Regions from separate parts of the Macaca mulatta genome. Here region 2 is linked to region 1. Evidence: chromatin contacts called from public Hi-C data. All regions are on one chromosome and are shown on one strand. Each heading gives the region's core, a stretch centred on a gene start, on an enhancer-like site or on the middle of the called end of the contact. The rest is flanking DNA. Distances are from core to core; before and after follow the strand shown. Region 1 overlaps LOC114676844. Region 2 overlaps LOC114676844.

Region 1 (5,602 bases), core at 1,747-4,246:
CTGCTGGTTCCCCTCCGCCTAGGTCCCAAGAGCCTGACTTGTGATGTTACTAAAATACCTCACAAGTTAGGGTCTCAGGGACTAGGAAAAGTCTGGTTTGATGCAGGAGAATTCTTCTTCCAGAAATAAGGATAGCTTAGAAATTACAGCTGGGTTCACTTAGGCTTTTACCTCTACATACTATTTAAAATACATAAGTAGAAATATATATGATATATAAAAGTTAGGATGAGCTGAGTAATCACGACGACCGTTTATAGACTAAGTCCAGACCTTAAAATAATGAAGAATATGAGAAACAAGGCAGACAATGAACACGTAAGAGTCATTCCATTAGATCCATAGAAAGAGACTAAACATGGGTTAAAATCTGCTTCTAGCAGATTTGTACAGCAACACCATAGCCTCTATTACATTAAAGAAGGATTATATGCCAGTTAATGGGACCCTAATTGAAATTTTGCTTCTCATTACACTGCTATACAGCACAACTGGTAAGGTGGGCCCAGGACATATAACACTTCACATCGGATTCAAATATATACCGTTGCAGTTAAGAACAAAACAAAAACTTTTCTGCATGTCATAATTTAATACCTCTGAAGCTTGATTTTTCTCTTTGAATCTCCAAACTATTCAGACAGCAAATATTTCCACGCATACTCTGTAGTTATTTGAGCAATGCCACTTGATAAACATGTAATTTAAAATGCTGGCAACATCATAAAAAAACCATGATTCTATTCCTTGAATAATTACATTATAAAGCTCAATACTTTTAAAAATACACAACCCCAATCCTGTATATTCACTGAATTTCCTCCGATCTTTTAGCCTTGTTTGTGGTTCGAGAACAGAATTTGTACTTTAGGAATGATCCAAGGTTTAGTAGCATAGAACGCAGGGTAAAACAATCGGACCAGCCATAATATAAAAGTCCTGGCCACAGAAGTGGAATCTGGCTCTTCTGAGGTGGTTGATCTTAAAAGGGAAAAGAGGAGGAAAAAAAAAATGGAAAGAATTAGAATGTTTTCCTGTAGAACAGGTGAATCATCCATTTCCAAGTAAGCTGCAAGGAAAGCTATGCTGCACAAAATATTTGCTAACTGGCCCCCCTCCTCCACCCTAGTACCACACCCCTTTCCAACCACCACCCCCCACCCCCTGTCCAGATCTTTACTCTGCCTTGTAGACTTTAAATATTCTGCTCCATGATGTAATGCATCATTATATAAGATCTCTTTCTGTTTATCCTTTGATTTCCCATACTGAATCACTTATGGCTTAAAATAAATAGTTAAAAAACAAAAACCAAAAAAACAAAAAAGCAGCACTCACAAAAAGCGAAAAAATAAAACAGCCCTTAGATCTAAGTCCATGCTTTTCCCTAAAACTGAATATGGCTTTACAGTTTTTGACCATAGCATTCAACCAATTATCAGAATGAAAAATCTCACCCCTCCATAAATATGACATTAACATAATTATACCACCCCCATCACGGAGACCCATCCTCCTTAGGGAATACATCTGATGCTCCAAAGATGGAAATCAGTCAGATTTTAGTTGCTCTCCAACGTACCTTTGCTTCTCACTGACTGACTGGCTTTTACCCTCCACGCACTCACACGCCACCCCCTCCCCTCGGCTAGACACGGATGCCCGAGCGAGCACGCGCGCGCACACAGGCATACAGACACACAGCGAGAGGCGAGGCAAAGCATCTGATGCTGACTCAGAGCGCTTCTGTGAGCAGGGGGTGGCAGCGGCTGGTATTTTCACTGCGCTCATCATTAACATTAACTCACAGTCTAGCATCCACCCTCTCCCAGACCTGCTGGACTGCAGCATTTGCATGACGCTGTCACTCTAGCCTTTGCAGGTCAGATGATGGAAGAAAAAAACAGAAAGAAAAGGAAAAAGCCTCAAGGCTGTCTCATAAGAAATGCCTTCATTTCTTCCAGGGTCTCCTCATTTTTTCCGCCTTTCTACTTCCTCCCTGGCTGTTTCTCAGTTGTTTGACATCTTTCCGGAAGAAACTGTCTTGTGCTTCATTGAGCCAGTCGCCAGCTGGTCCTCCCCTCACCTCACACTCCTGATCCCCACCCCTTTCCCCCGCTAATCAATAAGACGGATCTCCAAATGCAGTTGTGGAAACAGGCTCCGGCACAGTCTCATCCTGGATCCCCTACCTCAGGAAGCAGGCAGCCAGGCTCACACGTGATAGAGAGTAGTAATGCCAGCAATTCTTTAACAGCCCTAGACTGTATTCCATGCCTTCATTTTCCCCACCTTGGTCGAAGCAAGAGCAAAGGGGACTTTCCACTTCTATATGAAGCCCCCAGGCAGCCCAAGAGACACATGAGTGAGACCAATCTGTATAGATCAATCATTTCTATGTGATAATGAAAAAAAAAAACCCTATGATTTTAATAAAAGTAATTGCTTAATATTTTTATTAGCTGTGCTCTCATTTCACAGGAATTATAAGACCTGCCAGGATCTGAGTCATCAATATGATTTAAACTGTGTTGAAATCCTAAGTTGCTTAATAAAATCAACCAACAGAGATATTAGTATATTTTACTTTTTTTTAATTTAAGAACTTTTAAAATAATAACAAATAGCTGTGTGGCAGTGGATATGTAAAAGTCTTTGAGACTGAGACATGTTTGCAGCCTATAAATATGAACCATTGACCATATATGTTTAAATAAAATATGGATTCTTGTACATATGTGGAGACAACCTATTATATGTATTATTACAAAAGGAAGTAAAACATTTGACTGAACACAAATGTGTTTGTGCTACAGTGTTTCACAACACAAAAGGCAATATATAGGTATTTACTCAGTTCCTTTGTTCTTCAATTGCTCCCTTTAATGACAGAGTGTGGTAAACTGCCTACCTTTCCTTTCTACATGAACAGCATTTCTGAGTTACTTGCCAGACAGAGCTAGCCATCAGTGACTCTGCAGCATACAAGAAATACATACAAAGGGAAGCAAAGTACGGCAATTCTCAAGCCAACTCTAATGCTGTCTGGTGCTGTAGAAATTTCAGTTTATTCACACAGACAGATCCCAGCATGCAGTGCGGCACTGCAGGCTCAACTAAGGTAGCAGATTGGCAACAGATCTGTGGCAACAAACAAGAAGGACAACCATTCGCAGAGGTTCCAAAGAAAACATCACACAACCTATAAAGAGATAGAAGCATCGGTAGTAGGGTATGCATCTCTAAGATGAGTTCCTACAGGCTCCTGATTTGAAAGCAGAAGAATAAACCTCTCAAACGCAACAACAAAAATAGAAAAAGAAGTTGGCACCAGAAGGAAACAGAATTAAGAATATACTGTAATAAGAGAGAAAGGCAAGAAGGAAAATAATAACAGAGGGAAGAAGAAAGGGAAACACAGAAATGGGAAGAAGGAAAGGAAGAATGAAAAAGGGAGAGAAAGAAACAGATAGTGAAAAATCCCTAAGCATTGAAGCAACAATCAAATACGAAATTAAGTTTCTGACCTGGAAGAATAGGAATAGTATTCAACAAGCTTAGAATCTAATGAAAAACTAAAACAAAAATTAACGCATGTGCAGCATAGCTTAAAATACTTGCCATTAACATTGAGATTCCTGCTGACTTCTTCCTGTCCTATGTGGATTAAATAAATCGGTCATCTCTTAATCCCCCTTTGCTCAGACCTAACTTTTTTTTTTTTCTTTTTTAGCTCTTGGCATCTGTATCCTTTATGCTATTTATTTTTCTAGACAGTTGTCCACAATACTTTGGATAAATTAATGTCATGACCTTGCTATGGCTATCAGACATAAAATGTCGACTATTTTAATAATTGAACATGTGCTTACAGCAACTGCCTACTGATATCCCAGCTCTGTGGACTCCACACGAGCACTGCACTCCTAGCTCTGTGAATCAGAAACAACAAATGCAAATACAACTTTTTTTTCCCCCCTAATCCATGCTATCTCTCTATTACATACAGAGATAGACACACACACAGGCCTTAACTTTACAGAAGGCATAATGATATTAACTGAGGAGTTTAGAAAATCAAGAGGAATAAATATTTGCAAAAAAAAAAAAAAATCATACTTATAACTGAATGGCCACACATTTAAAATATTTATATCCAGATAGAGGTTAGCCAGGTCCGAGTACACAGGCTTCTGGTAGGATTTCCGTTAAGGCCAATGGGAATGCAGACTTGATGAAATCAATATTTATTTGAAAGAAGATGTTGTAATCAATGAGTTCAATTACCACTGTCATATACACAGGTTTAAGGTCTCTTCTAATTCTTAGCATCTTATCATCAACACAAAAGCATCCCTAAATCAGAGTTTATACTTTGACTGTGGCTAAAATATTTACAAAGTAAAATTTTGATGCTCTTTTACATTTAATTTAAGTCGTATAATGCAAATATTGCCTTGCGAGATCAACTATTTTTATGTTTTTGGAGATTTGTTCTGTTAACTTTCTAAAAAATAAGCAAGACAGATCTGAATTTAACGTCAAAAAATATTTTCAGTTAAAGGAAGTAATAACTGACTACTCTGAAATACTTTCATACAACCTGCCTTCTACCTTACTACTAAGGCAGGAATCTTTTATTTCTTACAAATGCCATTTGAAATCAGTGCTAAGAAGGGGATCATATTTAATTTCTTTAGTGAGATTTGGAGTAAGAAGGATAGAAGACAAAAGACAAAAAATCAACTACAGTTCAAATTTTGACTCAAAATTCATGGATGTGCAGAATATATTATTACTTGCATTTTTTCTTTGTTTTACTTAACCTGCATTCTCCAATAAGCTGTGACCAGTCACGTGTAGATATTTAAATTTAAATTTAAGTGAAAATTCATTTTTTTTTCTGTTGCCCTAGCCATGTTTCAAATGTATAGAAGGGCACATGGTGGTGGATACCATTTTGAACAGCCTGGATATAAAACATTTCCAACCCTGCAGAAAGTGTTATAGGAGAGTGTTGACTTAAATTTTCCTCGTGAAAAGTTTTATAGCGTAATAGATTATTGGATCTCAATATTTTCTTTCAAGTCTCTTTTAAGAGAATGAAACTATGTTTATTTATCTGAAGGTCTAAAATAAACAATTTCTTTTGACTGAAGAGTATCTATTGTTTTTATTTACTAATAGTCTGGAAATATGCATGATTACTTAAGGAAAAAAGGTATATAGATACTAACTTTGAAATAGTTGATAACAATACTACCAGAAGACACAGAAAACTACTCAAGCCAAAGTCTCCAAATAAATATGAGGTGTTTATTTGTCTAACTTTTCCAGAAATGAGAGTCATTCTCTTTTTAGAGCCAAACAACACATATTACATATTTCTGCTTTCAATAAAGAAGTGATGTAATAGTAGTGTGAGTAGCAAAAGTTAAAAAAAAAATCTTTTCTAAAAATCCTGTTAAGGAGCAATCAGCAGTTAGGAGCAGAAGACAATTTTTTTTTTTTTTTTTTTTTTTGGAGACAAGAAATAGTATTTAAAGGGCAAGGGAGACAAAAATCAGATTCTTGTGGACTAGGATGAACTGGTTGAGAATTT
Region 2 (5,270 bases), core at 1,292-3,791, 170 kb after region 1:
AATGTTTGGGTTTTAATCCAAGTTTTGAAACATTTACCTTTATTAACTTCTTTTATATAAATTACAAAGATTACATTAAATGAGAATTCAGCTGTAAACTCACATACAAAGAGAACTTATCTAGGTAAATTTCTATTGATAACAATTTATAACTTCTACGGATTTTAATGTTGACTGGTATGAAAATTCAAAACACTCCATGTCTTGGTTAAACTAATAGCAAGGTATTTACAGTATCATAATTCAGTCCACAGGAAAGCAAATATAAATTGTATATTTACAAAAATGACCTGAAGGAAATCAGGAGACATTTTCTAATCCTAAAATTTACCTAAAATTAATATGATCTTTTCTATCACCAAAATTAGCAATATTCTATACGTAAAGGGGAGATAAATACAGAATAAACATGCCTAGTAAGAAATCTCTTAATTAGGTCACTCTTAAAAAATAATATATCTGATTCCCATCAATATTTTAAAGAGAAATATGACTGTTTCTAGTAAAATAAAGTTGCACTCTGGATTACTACAGATTAACACACAAGGCATAATAGCATTTATGATAGTGATAATAAAATTTGTTTTAAAAAAATAGAGCAACTAATATTACACTTTTCTGCTTTTAATTATTCTGTAATGTACCCATGCTTAATGTCTAAAGATACTATTGAAAATGGCTATAGAAAAATCTGAGGTGTTAATATTTGATTACTATAGTATTTCATTGACATTCGTGAATTTAACTCTTAAAACACTAGAGTATAAAATTGGCTTACAGAACAAAATTCAGTTATAGTAATATCAAAATTAATAATAGTTCCAGATATGGGATGTAAGTACCTTTGAGCTTCAAAATTTCTTTCATGAAAAATTATCTTTTTATTGCAAAACAGCAATTAAACACAATTACTTAATGCTATTCAGCCATGTCTATGCACCAAGCATTTCTATTAAAACATTTGTTAGAAATAATATCAAGGTGTTAATAAGTTTTTAAAATTATATAACAAATGCTGACATTTTAAAAATCCCAAATGCTACATTTTAACATAGACAAAAACACTATTAAAACGTTAAGCTTAATTGCGCGCACAACGAAACTTCTAGAAAACTCCATTACTTACTGTTCACTGAGTATTACTTACAGAGACTAACAATTTTAAGATTTCATTTGTTATTTATCCTGCAGTATTTTGAAAAACCTTTTTTGCACTGTATACTTCTCAATAAGATGATCATACCTACTCTGGTCTGCTGAGAAAAACAAAAAATCAGTAAATCTTCTTTAAGACTGTGCTTGTTCCATCGTATCTTAGGTGGCAACAAGCAAGGAATTCATAATGATAAAAGCACCAATATGAGAAAAAAATATTTAATGCTTGTTTCATATTGACTGTATAAAGTCATTTTGACATGCCTATACAACTGGTTGTGGCAGCTTTCAGACATGATTCCAGATCAAAAAAAAAAAAGAAAGAAAGAAAGAAATTGCTCCAGGTTCTTTAGAGAAAGCTTGCCGCTGGGAAGTTGATTTTGGCCAGGTGCCAAAATCATGTGCAAAGGGGCCTCATTATGGATTCATGGCAGCCTTCAGCACTAACAAAAAATGTGACCCAACAGGCTAAATCAGCGACTAAAATTAAAAAGTAAGAGACAAAGACAACTTACTTAATATTCCTTCCAAAGCAACATTAAACTTTTTTTGGTAATTAAACCCTTATTAGTATAATGCAGTGTTCCTCTGTCCTCAAATGATTGTACAATTACTCTTTAAAACTTGTCAATTTCCCTTCTAAATAACACTTTCTTTCTGTGGCAGTTTACAAAGATTTCGCTATATAATAAAACTCTATATCCACTGTAATCGGTTCAATAGAAGAAAACAAAATTGTAAAAATGCAGACGACAGTATTCCTTTAAGATTTAAACAAACAAACAAAAAATAAGCAAACAATCGTCAGTACATTTTGAACTTCTACAAAAGTGAACATGCACCCTCTAAACTCACACTGGTTGCGATGAAGCAGTCTCACTGCCCAATTTTCCCCAAAAAAAGTACATTTGATATCGCAGTCTTACCTAGATGTCTTCTGGCTTTTCTGCAGATCAAAAAGTTTCCTTCCTAAGCACACAGATATTCTTTCACAAACCATAAAGGCCCTTTTATGAATCCAGCACTGTAACAGGCTACCTTCCACACCACGTTGAGAGCCCAGTGTACAAGCTCTCAAGATAAAATACGTTGCTAATACACAATTAGTGGGAGAGGTTGTCTACTGGAGAATTTATCTTAACGAAAGGAGGAAAAAAAATAGAAGCTTTTTTTTTTTTTTTTTTTTTTTTTTAAATAGCAAAAAGGGTGCGGTCAGATGTTAGGTTTTGCCTGAGAAAAGGGTTCTACACTACACTAGTACCTAAACACTAGCAGAAGCTGCCTGGGAAGGGAGCCAATGGAAGGACTTTGTTTGACCCAGCTGCCAATCTCCCCTGAAGCCGTGCGCCAGACTAAACACTCACACTATTTTAACTCAAATCAGGCTACAGCAGCTGTTTGCTTTCCGGCTCTGAGCTCTGCACCCACCATGGCCTGTGCAGTTCACCCGCGAGCTTTGCTAGCTGCCTGGCTGAAATCTGTTCCGGGTTGGGATTTGTCATTGGGGAGCAAATATTAACCCTATTCCTCATGGTAAATCTGGACTGTTTGTTGTTCAGCATTTGGATCTGGTCATTGGGGTAATTTCTGATCTTTTAAATGAAGACTGATATTTTATATCATGGAGAAAGTTTGAGATTTGAAGGTAACAAGGATTCCTACGTTTCTTTGAAATTCAAATGTAAACTCTTCTGATGTGTTCCAATTAACACTAAAATAGCCCTTGTGTGTTCCTACAAAAACAAGGTCCCTAGAGTACACCCCTAAGAACAAAGATGGTACCCATTCACTCCAACCTAAAGCTCTTCCACTATAGCAAGATGGTTAAGTTGGCATCACAGAGTCGGAGAGACTCACGTGGTTGCAGGAGTTAGCACTGACTCCTCAATGCTCAGGAAAGTTTCTCCAAAAGCAACACCTAGGCACACAAGAAGTTTGCTTTCCTTGTGTGAAAAAGCATCAAGTGACCTAATTTACCATTCCTAAATTTCTAAGCTTATTTAGTTGTTAGACTAAGTGTAAAATTCACATTCTGAATTGTAAAACGTTATGCCCACAGGTAGTCTGAGGTTAAAAATAAACTAGAGAGAAGTTAGTTAGGGAATGTACAATTAAAGTCATAATCAAAATGATCTGATTGTAGGAGGGGGAAGAGATCCAATAATGAAGATTGATTGCACAGGAGATAGGAGCCAAACATTATGTATGTGGCAAAAAGAAACCAGAAAGTCATTCAACATGTGGAAGGGAGAAAGAAGCTCAGAAGAGTGTAATAACATGGACCATAACTGAGTTATTTTTACTCCTGACCAAATTCCTTCCTATTGGACGACGATGGTGAGAGAAGCCAGCACGTTTCTCTTTAGAGATTTTAGTTTCCATTGTTGCATCAGGCAAAAGGATATCTTTTAACGTAAGGCAAATAGACAGAATTTTTGTTTTTGTTTATTAATGTAACGAATTTTGATCTAGCTATGAGGGTTCACAGTGCAGTCAGAAGATGAACAAAAGTGAAATGTTCCTGAAATACACCAAAGCTGTGTCTTCAATTTTTTTTTTTTTTGTCAGAAAGTTGTTTCCTCTGCTTTAACAGGAGAGTTTATTTTGTTTCTATTCTTGCCCCAAATGATAGGTCTGTTTTCTTATTTTAGAAACTAGAGATCTAAATTACAAAAAACTGTAATTTTATAATAAAATGTTATTTCCTCAGATAGGAGGTAGAAAAGATGCCTATAGAGAGGCTGAACTATTAGGGTTTATAGGTGCACAAAAACTGAAAGGCCCAATTAATTAAAAATGCATGTCATGATAATATTGCATAGCAAATAGGGCTAGTATCCTTATTTTGAAAGTGATCTACATGTAAACTCAAAAGATTCCCATTGGATCTGGCTTCATATATAGCAGTGTATAGTTTGATGCTCAGAATTCTTATGGAATCAAATCAAATGCTGGGAAATGATTTCTTTTGTGCCCCCTTTTTTTTTCCAATGTAAGAAAATATTCAACTTGTTTCTCTGAATGGTCTATTACAATCTACAAATCACCCACCATCATACTGCTATATATATATCTGCAGTAGCTATAGACTGGCAGTCCTATAGTAACATTTGTTGATCTCAGCAATCACTTCCTTACACTTCTTTTCTGTCTTTTCGTTAGACATCTCGTGCACAATAGTGGTTAATTCCTATCATGACTGTCACAGGGTGAACTGTCTCCCCACCAATTCAGATGCTGAAGTCCTTACTCCCAGCACCTCAAAATCTGACCGTATGTGGAGTTAGTGTCTTTAAAGGGGTAATTAAGTTAAAGGAGATCATTAGGATGGGCCGGATTCCAATGACTGGTGTCCTTATAAGAAGAGGAGGTTAAGACACAAAAACACAGAGAAGACCATGTGAAGACATTGGGAAAAGATACCCATTTGCAAAGCAAAGGATGAGGCTCAGAAAAACCAACCCTGCCAGCGCCTTGAGCTCAGACTTCTTGCCTCCAGAATCAGGAAAAAATAAATTCCTATTGTTTAATCCCTTCAGTCTATAGTTGTTATTTGTCGAAAACTAATACAATGCCTAAGTTAAAAGGAGTGAAAAATTGTCCTATCTACGACTGGAATACAATTCATTTCTATACTCAAGTGTTTCTATACTCAAGTGTTTGACTTTGTCCAAGACAGCATGGAATGTACAAAGGAATTGTAATTCATTCACATTTTCCAGAAAAGAGGAAAAACTGTGTGTAGACCAGAGTTTTATATAAAAGGAATAACAAGGTGCTGAAAATGAAGGAACATAAAATGCAGTTGCCACTTTTCCATGATACTTATTTTCATATTTTGAACAGGAAAACGGTGCTTAACTCATTTTGTAAATAATAAAATAGTATGTGCACAATTAATACATACAGGTTAAAAGTAATTGTGGAATAAATAGGTGCCTAACTTTTCCTTTGGGATACTCGAAAATGGTATGTGAAACTTTTGATTTTGAAAGGCAGTTCTGACACATGGACAACTCACATTCAAGTTCTGATGCTAGATAAAAACTTAATATCAAGAGTTGGAAGCAAAAAAAGCTAGTCTTTGTTAAGTGGAGAGTGCCAATAACCTATGC

Evidence for each region. Hi-C and Micro-C count contacts between places; a contact is called where the count stands out from the background.
Region 2: a Hi-C map of fetal cortical plate shows a contact between it and region 1, with 2.6 times the contacts expected there. The contact joins two enhancer-like sites. A contact is called at or near these places in 2 of 14 Hi-C or Micro-C datasets (fetal cortex germinal zone and fetal cortical plate).

Annotation. Positions count from the first base shown.
Region 1 is chr3:31,129,050-31,134,651 of T2T-MMU8v2.0, forward strand. All of the region lies in intron 4 of LOC114676844, which reads right to left. It overlaps MIR125B-2 (microRNA mir-125b-2), which reads right to left and starts at 97; the gene lies at 9-97. Within about 2 kb of position 2,997, at least 9 of the 40 cell types and tissues checked have an H3K27ac peak or open chromatin away from gene starts, as enhancers often do. A contact at or near this core is called in fetal cortical plate, where this site is marked.
Region 2 is chr3:31,297,205-31,302,474 of T2T-MMU8v2.0, forward strand. All of the region lies in intron 3 of LOC114676844, which reads right to left. Among named protein-coding and RNA genes, the nearest start is that of MIR99A, 120 kb to the left of the region's middle. Within about 2 kb of position 2,542, at least 15 of the 40 cell types and tissues checked have an H3K27ac peak or open chromatin away from gene starts, as enhancers often do. A contact at or near this core is called in fetal cortical plate, where this site is marked.